Linked DNA regions of Capsicum annuum: region 2 is linked to region 1. The links are chromatin contacts, called in public Hi-C maps. All regions are on one chromosome and are shown on one strand. Each heading gives the region's core, a stretch centred on a gene start, on an enhancer-like site or on the middle of the called end of the contact. The rest is flanking DNA. Distances are from core to core; before and after follow the strand shown.

The links. A called contact is a pair of places that touch in the nucleus more often than the background predicts.
Region 2: a contact with region 1 is called in a Hi-C map of leaf, with 2.5 times the contacts expected there. The contact joins the enhancer-like site here to the promoter of LOC107878347 in region 1. A contact is called at or near these places in 4 of 5 Hi-C or Micro-C datasets (leaf, pericarp and placenta).

The regions. Positions count from the first base shown.
Region 1 is chr7:206,738,880-206,743,507 of UCD10Xv1.1, reverse strand. LOC107878347 (zinc finger CCCH domain-containing protein 2) reads right to left here and starts at 2,741. Exons shown (of 1, transcript XM_016725302.2): 1 at 920-2,741. The coding sequence starts at 2,613. The coding sequence ends at 1,351.
Region 2 is chr7:206,777,119-206,781,746 of UCD10Xv1.1, reverse strand. No RefSeq gene overlaps it. Among protein-coding and RNA genes, the nearest start is that of LOC107878345, 10 kb to the left of the region's middle. Within about 2 kb of position 2,351, at least 3 of the 5 cell types and tissues checked have an H3K27ac peak or open chromatin away from gene starts, as enhancers often do. A contact at or near this core is called in leaf and pericarp, where this site is marked.

The sequences.
Region 1 (4,628 bases), core at 1,492-3,991:
CACCAAACGGAAGAGAACCAAAGTCCCACAAAACAAAATATTAATTAATAAATAAATATATAAATAACCATGACATCCATAAGATCCAAAAGAAGAAAAGTACAAACAACATCCATAAAGTCCATTAAAATATGCTATCAGCTGTACAACCTGCATGGATGCCACTTGGACAAATATCAAGGTCTGATAGCCACCTCATCTCACCTATTTAATTTGTTTCATAAGAGTAATATTTCTCATAGTTATAGTAATATTTTTTAAAGAATGTAAATTAAATTAACATAGCATATCAGTGATTATCTCAACTAAATTTAAATACCCAATTCATACGGATTATTTGGATCCTCCTTTTTCTCAATCTCCCAATCGCAGAATTTCAGCAGCAGCTGAACGGAATTGTACCATCTTATAACCATTTCCAACTTCAAGAATTATCTGAACCTTCACAAATCCACATTTTATTTTTTCAAAACATACTATAAATAGCATTGCTTATGATACGACAGAATTAAATAGTACTTCCTTCGTTTCAAAATAATTCACGAAATAATTAAATTGTTAAAATATTTATTGATATTTTTAAAATAAGTGAATCATTAAAATTTACATTGATATTTTTAAAATAACTGAATCATTGAAATTTACCCATATGATTTTTTTGACAGACTTAACAGAAAAGGTATTACAAGATCTTAACAATTCACAGAGGAAGTACAAGATAAAGATCACTGAGTAAAATAAAATTTGTACCTTGATTTTAGAGTCCAAACATTTGTACCATAAATTGCATTGAAAAACACCTATTAATCCCACTTCACCAGGAGTGACAGTAGAATCAGAAACGGCGGTTGTAAATGAAAAATTAACAAAGGGAACCATGGAAAAACAAGAAACTATTATTGAGTAATTTGTGCAACAATAATAATAGTAACATTAATGGTTTCACATTGAACTTGAACATAACACAATACGTACTCCCACAATTCTTCTTACCTTCAACAAAATGGAAATTGAAAATTACATCTTTATAATCGACACACAATCGATGACCCAAGCAATCTTACATTAACATTGATTAAATAAGGCAAAATAATCTAATAAGGCTTTCAAATTAGTAATAATAAACAGTCACCACATCCTCCTCCATCTCATATATACACACACTTGTTGACTTCTTGTTTTATATGGATGGTGCAGTAGCAGCAGCAGCTAGCAAAATAAACAGTACTTCTTGAACTTGTATATACAAAAATCTTCTTCAAATCTTGAATAATTTTTCATCATAATCAATCGGACTGGACCACAAATTAAACTCCAAATCAATGGCCCATAATCTCCATAACTTTTTTTTCAAGTCAAAAGATCATTGACCCACCCAAGATCTGGTCCTCCACCTAATCCATTGTCACTGTAGTACTTGTTTGTAGCACTATTATTACTATTATTATTGGGTTCTTCCACAAAGCTCAATCTGGAGGTGGAAATAGGACTAGGAGATGGAAATTCCCTCGCGTAAAATTTACTCCTTGAATTGGAAATTGGACTTGGTAATGGAGTTGAAGGCGAAAGAAGGAACTGCTGCTGATCATCGTAACCATTATTGTTACTAAAATTCACATCCAACCACGGTAAATTCCCATCAAAATGTGCTTGATGAGAAGCAGATGCTGGTGAAGAAACAGGTTCATGATTCACATTCATAGCTTCCAATGAGCTAACCAATTCCGTAAGTGCATCTTTGTAGCTCATCAACCCAGTTGGATCCATCTGACCCACAGACGACGATTCAACACTCCCAAGACCCCCAAAACGATCAGTGTAACGAGACACGGGCGATGAAAATTGGGTGCGATGAGCAGGGGAAAGAGGCGGTGAGAAGGACGGAGAAACAGGGGGAGATATATGTGACATGCCAATTAAAGTGGAAGTAGGGGAAGCAGACACAGAGTGACAAAAAACACAGCAATGGCTTAAATTCCTGTACTTCTTGTCAACAGGAGAGTTCCTAGGTGATGGTGAAGAACCACTATCATGACAACTAGGAGGAAGAACACGAAGTTGTCTAGGAGTATGTGCAAAGAAACAAACCTTTCGTTTACAGTTCTTCCCATCTTTGCATGCTTCAGTTCTATACCTTGATGGATGCAACCAGCACTCAAATACTCCATGTGCAAACTCACAGTTATCACCTCTGCTGCAATTCCCCTTACGAAACTCTGAACAAACCGTCCCAGAATAATGAAACCTTCGTGGATCTCTCCGCCTAGCCTTCTCACCTGGATGTGCAAAGGGGCAATCAGTCCAATCATGGCTCCTGCTACGAGTACATCTCCGCACCTTGAACTCGTACATACGAAAATGGTCAGACGAGTATGGGTCAGCATCATCATCATCCAGACTATTATAAGGCAAAAACTTCTGAAACAGTGTGTCGGTTTCAGGCCCAAACCCAGACTTAGGAGAGTCAAAAACATCAGAATCAACTGATGAAAGAGTAGAGCGACGGCTCAGTAATTTTCTTGGTGGAATATCAATGTCACGAAGGGACTTCTTGTAAAGTTGGTGTGAGGGATGAAACTTATGATGGTGCAACTCAGCACAAAGACCTTCCATTATTGAAAAATAATGAAATTTGTGTGAATGAAGAAGAGATATAGCTAGTGTTAATGAAAGTACATGATAAAAAAGATGAGAATGGAGGAGGTATTTATATAGTACATAACAAGAAATTAAATGGAGTTCTAATATTAGGAAACACAATAATTTTACAAGGGATGACGAGGATAGTGTGAAGGATGGGCAAGGAGGTGCGTGGCTTAATAGTATTAGGGATTGACATGCAAAGGTTGATATGTGGCAGCTCGATACATAGTTCTTCTGCATGCAACATTAGTTTTTTGTGAAAAAGACAGTATTCTCCCTTTCTTTGTTTTTTATGTATTCTTTTTTATTTCTTAATTTGGTTTTCTTTTAAGATAGGTCATGTCCTCACATGGGGTTGCATTCTTCTTCTGTTAATCTAATTTGACCTCTTTTGTTCTTTATTTTTTTAATCTAGGCAAGAATCTAATACTGTTCCGATTACGCAAAAATTGCGCCACGTAAGTCTAGTTAATTAAGGAGGTGTTAGATACGAAGGAAAATATTTTTATTGGTGTAAAAAATGATTTTCTCTTTTAATGTATTTTCTTATGTTTGATATGTGTGTATAATCTAAAAAAAAGTATTATACATAGAGATCGGGGTGGTAGTGTTAATGACTTAATGTGGTGGCTATAAGGTGAAGTGAAATAGAGGCCGTATTTAAAATTGAATTATAATCAATAGTGTGTGATAACTTAAATTGAAAAAAAAAAAATATTAAGCTATTGAAATCAGGTTATCGAATTAACAAATTGAAAATGATTTATTGATTTTATAAATAATAAATTATTATTTTAAAAATAGATTATCGAATTCTTATATTGAATAAATTAATAATTCATTAACCACTGTGCGGCACCCCTCCAACTCACCACCAATAGTAATACTATTTTTCTGTTTTAATAATTCATTAACCTGTTTGCCTCAAAATATTTGTCTTTCGTTCGCCGCTCATTCAACTACTATTATTATCGCTTATCAACAACGGTATTTTTGATCGGGAGCGACATTATGAGTTAATAAATTCAAATATTGAATTAAAAGTTACTAATAAAATCTGTAAAAGCTATTCAATCATTTTTGAATGTCAATTTTTATAGTTAATAATCAAGAATAACTGATAATTTCATCGTTTTCATCATTGACCGAAAGATAAGTGTTTAGTCAAACTGAATCAATTAATATTTTATTGATTTGATAGTTGTTTAACATATTTCAAAATCGATTATCAATAATTAAGTTAAACTATTATTTGCAAAATCAAATCAAATCATTCGATAAGCACTCCTAAAGTAAGGTAAGGTATGTTAGATGTAATGAGGGGACATAATTAATATAGAATATCATATGTGAAATTTGTTAATAATGGAGTATTATTTCTCAAACTTATTTTTTTAGAAAATTATATTTAAGTTTTTCTTGATCAATTGATAATAGAAAAGATTAAAAAATATATATATATATTTTTTCCATATCAAACTTATACTGACAAAAATAATTTCTATTCCAAAAATTTCAATTCTCAAAACTCCAAACTAAAGCCTCTAGTTAAAATTTATAGGCTATAATAGCATTCCTTGATGATTGACCTCCTTCCATTATTTTCTGAAGGGTAACACACGGATTAAAAAGTACTTAGTAACATTTTTCTTGTCTCAATTATTATAAAATAAAATAGTTTAATTTTAATTTTTTTCATTAAGTAGTTTAAATTTCCTCTTTCTTAATTTAGGTTTCTTTTATGATAGTCATGTATCCTCATATAGGGTAGGCATCTTTCTTCCGTGAATCTAATTTTGACCTCTTTTTATAACTCCTTGCGTAATTTATTATTTGGATAAGAGGGGCTCGATTTATTTTTCCCATTAAAATGTTATAATACTAATATTTGAATATATATATTATTAAATTTTTTTTGACACAAATAAAACTTTCTAATAATAGTAGAGGTGGCTGAAAAATGTATTTAAATCATCTGTTGCACC
Region 2 (4,628 bases), core at 1,102-3,601, 39 kb before region 1:
AAGTATTATGTAACATTATCATTTTAAAACTTAGTATTGTAGTTCTAGTATAAAATAGAAATAATGTTTCGTGTGTTACCTACCAAGGGGCGGTGGGTGTTAAATGGGAGGCAGAGGGAGAACAGAATATGTTTAATCGCCACGTCTCACGTGACACACTGCCTTTAAAAGACTGCCATATTGCCCTCACTAAAGGTGAAGGGGATTGGGGCGGCTACTGTTGCTCACACACACCTCCTTTTATTTCCTTTCAAATTAAATTAATTTTTTTTTTATTTGATGTCGGATACTTACTTTGGAATTTAATTAATTTAAATTTATATCGGATGTCGGATACTTATTTTGGAATTTAATTAATTTAAATTTATATCGAATAGAGCTCCACTCAAGGAATAACACTCTCTATCAAGAATTTTTTTATATTCAGGACTCAAATTTGAAACCTTTAATTAAGATAGAAACAACCTTATTCACTGTATCACATTCTTTGATGATAACTGAAGTACTGTCAAATTGAATGGATATATTATTATTTAAATTTTGGAATAATACTCCCTCTATTTAAAAAAGAATAATTTACTTTCTTTTATAATTCGTTTAAAAAAGAATTATCTCTTTTCTTTTTTGGTAATACTTTAATTTCAACTTTTCGCATGACATGTTTAGAACTAAAAAATTAAAAAAATATTTTATACATTTGACATAACTTTAATTTAAGAATACAAGATTAAATTTCTTTTTTTTTTTAAAATTTTATGTCAAGTTAAAATAGCATTTAAAAGAAACGAATAATAGTCAATGACTTATCAACATATTGACTGACTCCATTCAATCAAATATTGTTTAGCTTTAAATTACCTGGTTTAATAGATTGGGGAGTGGGTAACGTCAAATCATATCCACATCAAATATTGTGGTAGTGTTATTACTCCGTAAGTTCATTTTTACGTCATTTTGTATTTTTGAGAGTTAAATTATTTAAATTTCATTTAATATTTTAAGATGTAGTTTTTAGTCATATTAATATAAAAATTATTGTAACTTATAATATTTTTATATAATTTTTAAAACTCTAAATTTTAAATTAAACTACTTCAAAGTTTAATCAAATTTACCTTTATAAAGCAAAATGTAATAAATAAAAGTGAAGAAAGAGAGTACTGTTTTTTCTATCAATCTTTTAAAAGTAAATACACTCTCTCCCACTTTTTTAATTACTTTACTCTCTCTCCTTATTAATATACATAACATAGCTGACATATACATAGCATTTTGTGTATATGTGAAATTTTTGTAATATATTTAAGAAGTTGAGATTTTTTATAATATTGAAAACATAAGTTGTGTATTTGTGTAATTTTTAGATTTATATTATCCTTTCTACCATACTACTCAATATTTTGGGCTGTGTCTTTTAGGGACATGACCTTTTGGTGCAAGGGATGTTGACAAACATGCCCTTTGGGCGGCCTCATTTGTCCTTGTGGTTAGCTAGCCCACGATTCCTATTTCATAGCCCATATTCAACTACACAGTCAAGGGCCTGCTCTCTCAGTAGAACAGCCCAATATAATACCTAATTAAGATTTGGGTTTGGACTTTGAGAACAGGTTGGGAATCCCTTACATGTTTACATGGTTGAGATCTAGGTTTGGATGATCATTTCTTACACTCATTTTTCCCAAATAAGTTCTATGTGCAGTTCCATTAGAAAATTTAATAAGGGAAACAAATCTGTCTAGTCAATAGAAGAACAAATGGATGTATTGGTCCTCAACTTCGAATAGATTTACTTCTTATTACTAAGACAAGTAAATATTTTATCAAGAAAAGAAAAAGTGATGAACTACATTAAATGTGTTTGTTGGAACAAAAATAGAGCACAAGTTTTGGTCTAGACTTCTTTTTCACCCTAATTTCTTCATCTTTGTCCTATTATCATTTGTACTTCTATCCATCACAGTTCTAGATTCAACCTAATTTACAAGTCGGATTGTAACCAGGATACGCTGAAGGGTGATCAGTCGAACATCCTTTGTCGGAGAATTATACCGTCTATATGTAGGTAAACTATGACTATATTTATGCATAAGTTCTAGAACACTCTTAGAAATATTCCTAACTTCACTATTTCTTAACTATATATAGGTTAACATTGCTTGTCTAACATTCTGCATACACCACTATAGAGAAAACAAGTGTGAAAACTAAGCAACTCATGAAGGAATAATATTGAGCCATGCCCCAAACGGCCAACACAAATTAAAGTTGTTTTGAGTGGTATAGTGGTATAGTATGGGCCAATTGTCCCATTAGCATAGCATTCATTCATAAAACCAACAAAAGGGAATGAACATATCTAGTAAGTGAATATATATGTGATTGGATAGGTCAGTAGATCATAGAGAAATGGCATGTGGGGGACCTCTACAATTACAAAGCATAGGTCACTTTTAGTGTTAGGCTGGCTCTTCCCCACTTCACATACCATTTCTTGTGAATCTATGACAACAATGTATCATTCACCTAACCATAGCAAGAATATTGGCAAGCAGCCTCTACCCCATAAGGGATAGATTGAAATTATAGCCCTTTCTGCCCTACCTTCCCTGCTGTAGTACCCTTCCTAGGAAACATAGAAGATGAACATATATACAACGTGCAATCATATGTGCAAACCAGCTTCCTTACTCGTGCCATGTTTGGTGCTTTTTCCTTTTAACTGTAACGGCTTATCAACTTGCGTGTATCTCAGCTAATTTCACAAGATATATGATATCTCTGCTTAAGTACTGTGTTTGTTTGTCTATTATATATAACTTGAACAGATGAAAAGAAATCACATACATATTCTTAGATTTGTTGAAATTTGAACCCGAGGCCTTATGATTCTCAACCTCTTCATTATAAACTAATAGATCACACCCTTTAACTAGTGCCAATTACGTAACATACTTGAAATTTCGAGTCAACTGAGTTTTTTCCTTAATCAATATTTTTTTTATATGTTTTAAATATTGTAAGTTGTTAATTATTGTGATTTACAATACTATAGGTAGTTTTCATATATATAAATTTTATTTAGAAAAATATAAAACTTTTATGTATAAATTCACGGTCAAAATTTCGAAGTTGGAATGATGAAATTTCAAATATGCCACATAATAGAAAGATAGCATTACTCCACTAGTCCTTAACATGGTAAGTGCATTTGCATAGTTAGGTCAAGTTTCAAGATTTTATCCAAAATTCAATCTGCCTCCTAGCCTATTGAAAGAAAAAAAAAAAGCCTTTTAGCTTGCTAGCTAGGCTTGGGTACTTGCGCTTTATTAGGGGCTTTGGCCATTGGGTAGTTAGAGAAAATTTGAGTGCATTGGAGTATGTTTGGTGAGTTCATTTTCTATGGCAAAAAGTTTTTCCGAAAGATATTTTTCCGGAAAATTTTCTTATATTTAGTTGATATAAGTGCCGTTTGGCCATGAAAATCATAATTTTTTGGAGTTGGAGTTGGAGTTGTGGTTGACTATGAATATAAATTAAAGTTATTTTTGAAAGAGAAAAGACATAAAATCCCCCTCAACTTATCTGATTTTTTCAAAAGGACACCTAAACTATATAGACGATCTATTAATTCACGAAACTTATCTATACAGTTGTAAATATACCATTTTGATGAAAATTTTGCCTATGCATGTAGACGCGCATAGAAAACGCGTGAATGAGTTAAAATTCACCCCAAACCAATAGAAAGTTATCATGTGACATTAATAACTTGTCTTCTCCAACAACTCATCTTCTCCAAACAATTCATCCTCTCCAAACAAAAAAAAAGGAAAAGAAATTCACAGAATTCTTTTATCATTGTAAAATTTTTTTGGTGCTTCTCCTTCATCTATTCAATATAATCAAAACTCCATTTATAAAAATAAATTTCTTACTCTTCAAATTCATATTTCATCTCCTTAACTATCAAAATTTGATTTTTTTTTTGTAACGATGTTCATCGGAAATGACATTAATTGATTTGAAATATCAAACCCCTTATCCACCTCAACTTCAGCATAATCAACGCTTGTTGTATCACTATTATTGCCTCTAAAGACGACGGTATCAACGGATCAGAAAAAGACGATAACTAACACTGATGCAAATTCAGAGTGATACTATTTTTTAATTGAAATATCATTACAACGATAAAAAATGAAAAAAATATCGAAGAGACTTGGTGAGACTTGGCAAGACTTGACCATCAACAATGATGATGGAAGAAAGTCTTACTAGTGAAATTCGTCATTATTGTCAAAAGATGTGCAAATTATTTATAATTTGACAACTAATTGTATTAAAATTGTAAATTTCAATTTCTTTATTAGTGAAATTTGTCGGAGCAAGAAAAGAGGAGAGAAGGGGAGAATGCCGGAAAAGAATAGAGAAGGGAGAGTGAAATGTGTTAAAATATTAATGGGTCGGAGTTTTACCCGATCCTATATTAAAAAGAAAGAAAAATAATATTATATTATTTAATTAGAGAGAGATGCACGCACACAGACTGAGAATATCACTGACATAAAAAGTGTGTACTTATTATGATTAGGACTAATTTCGTGGGGTAATAGGACGCCCGCATA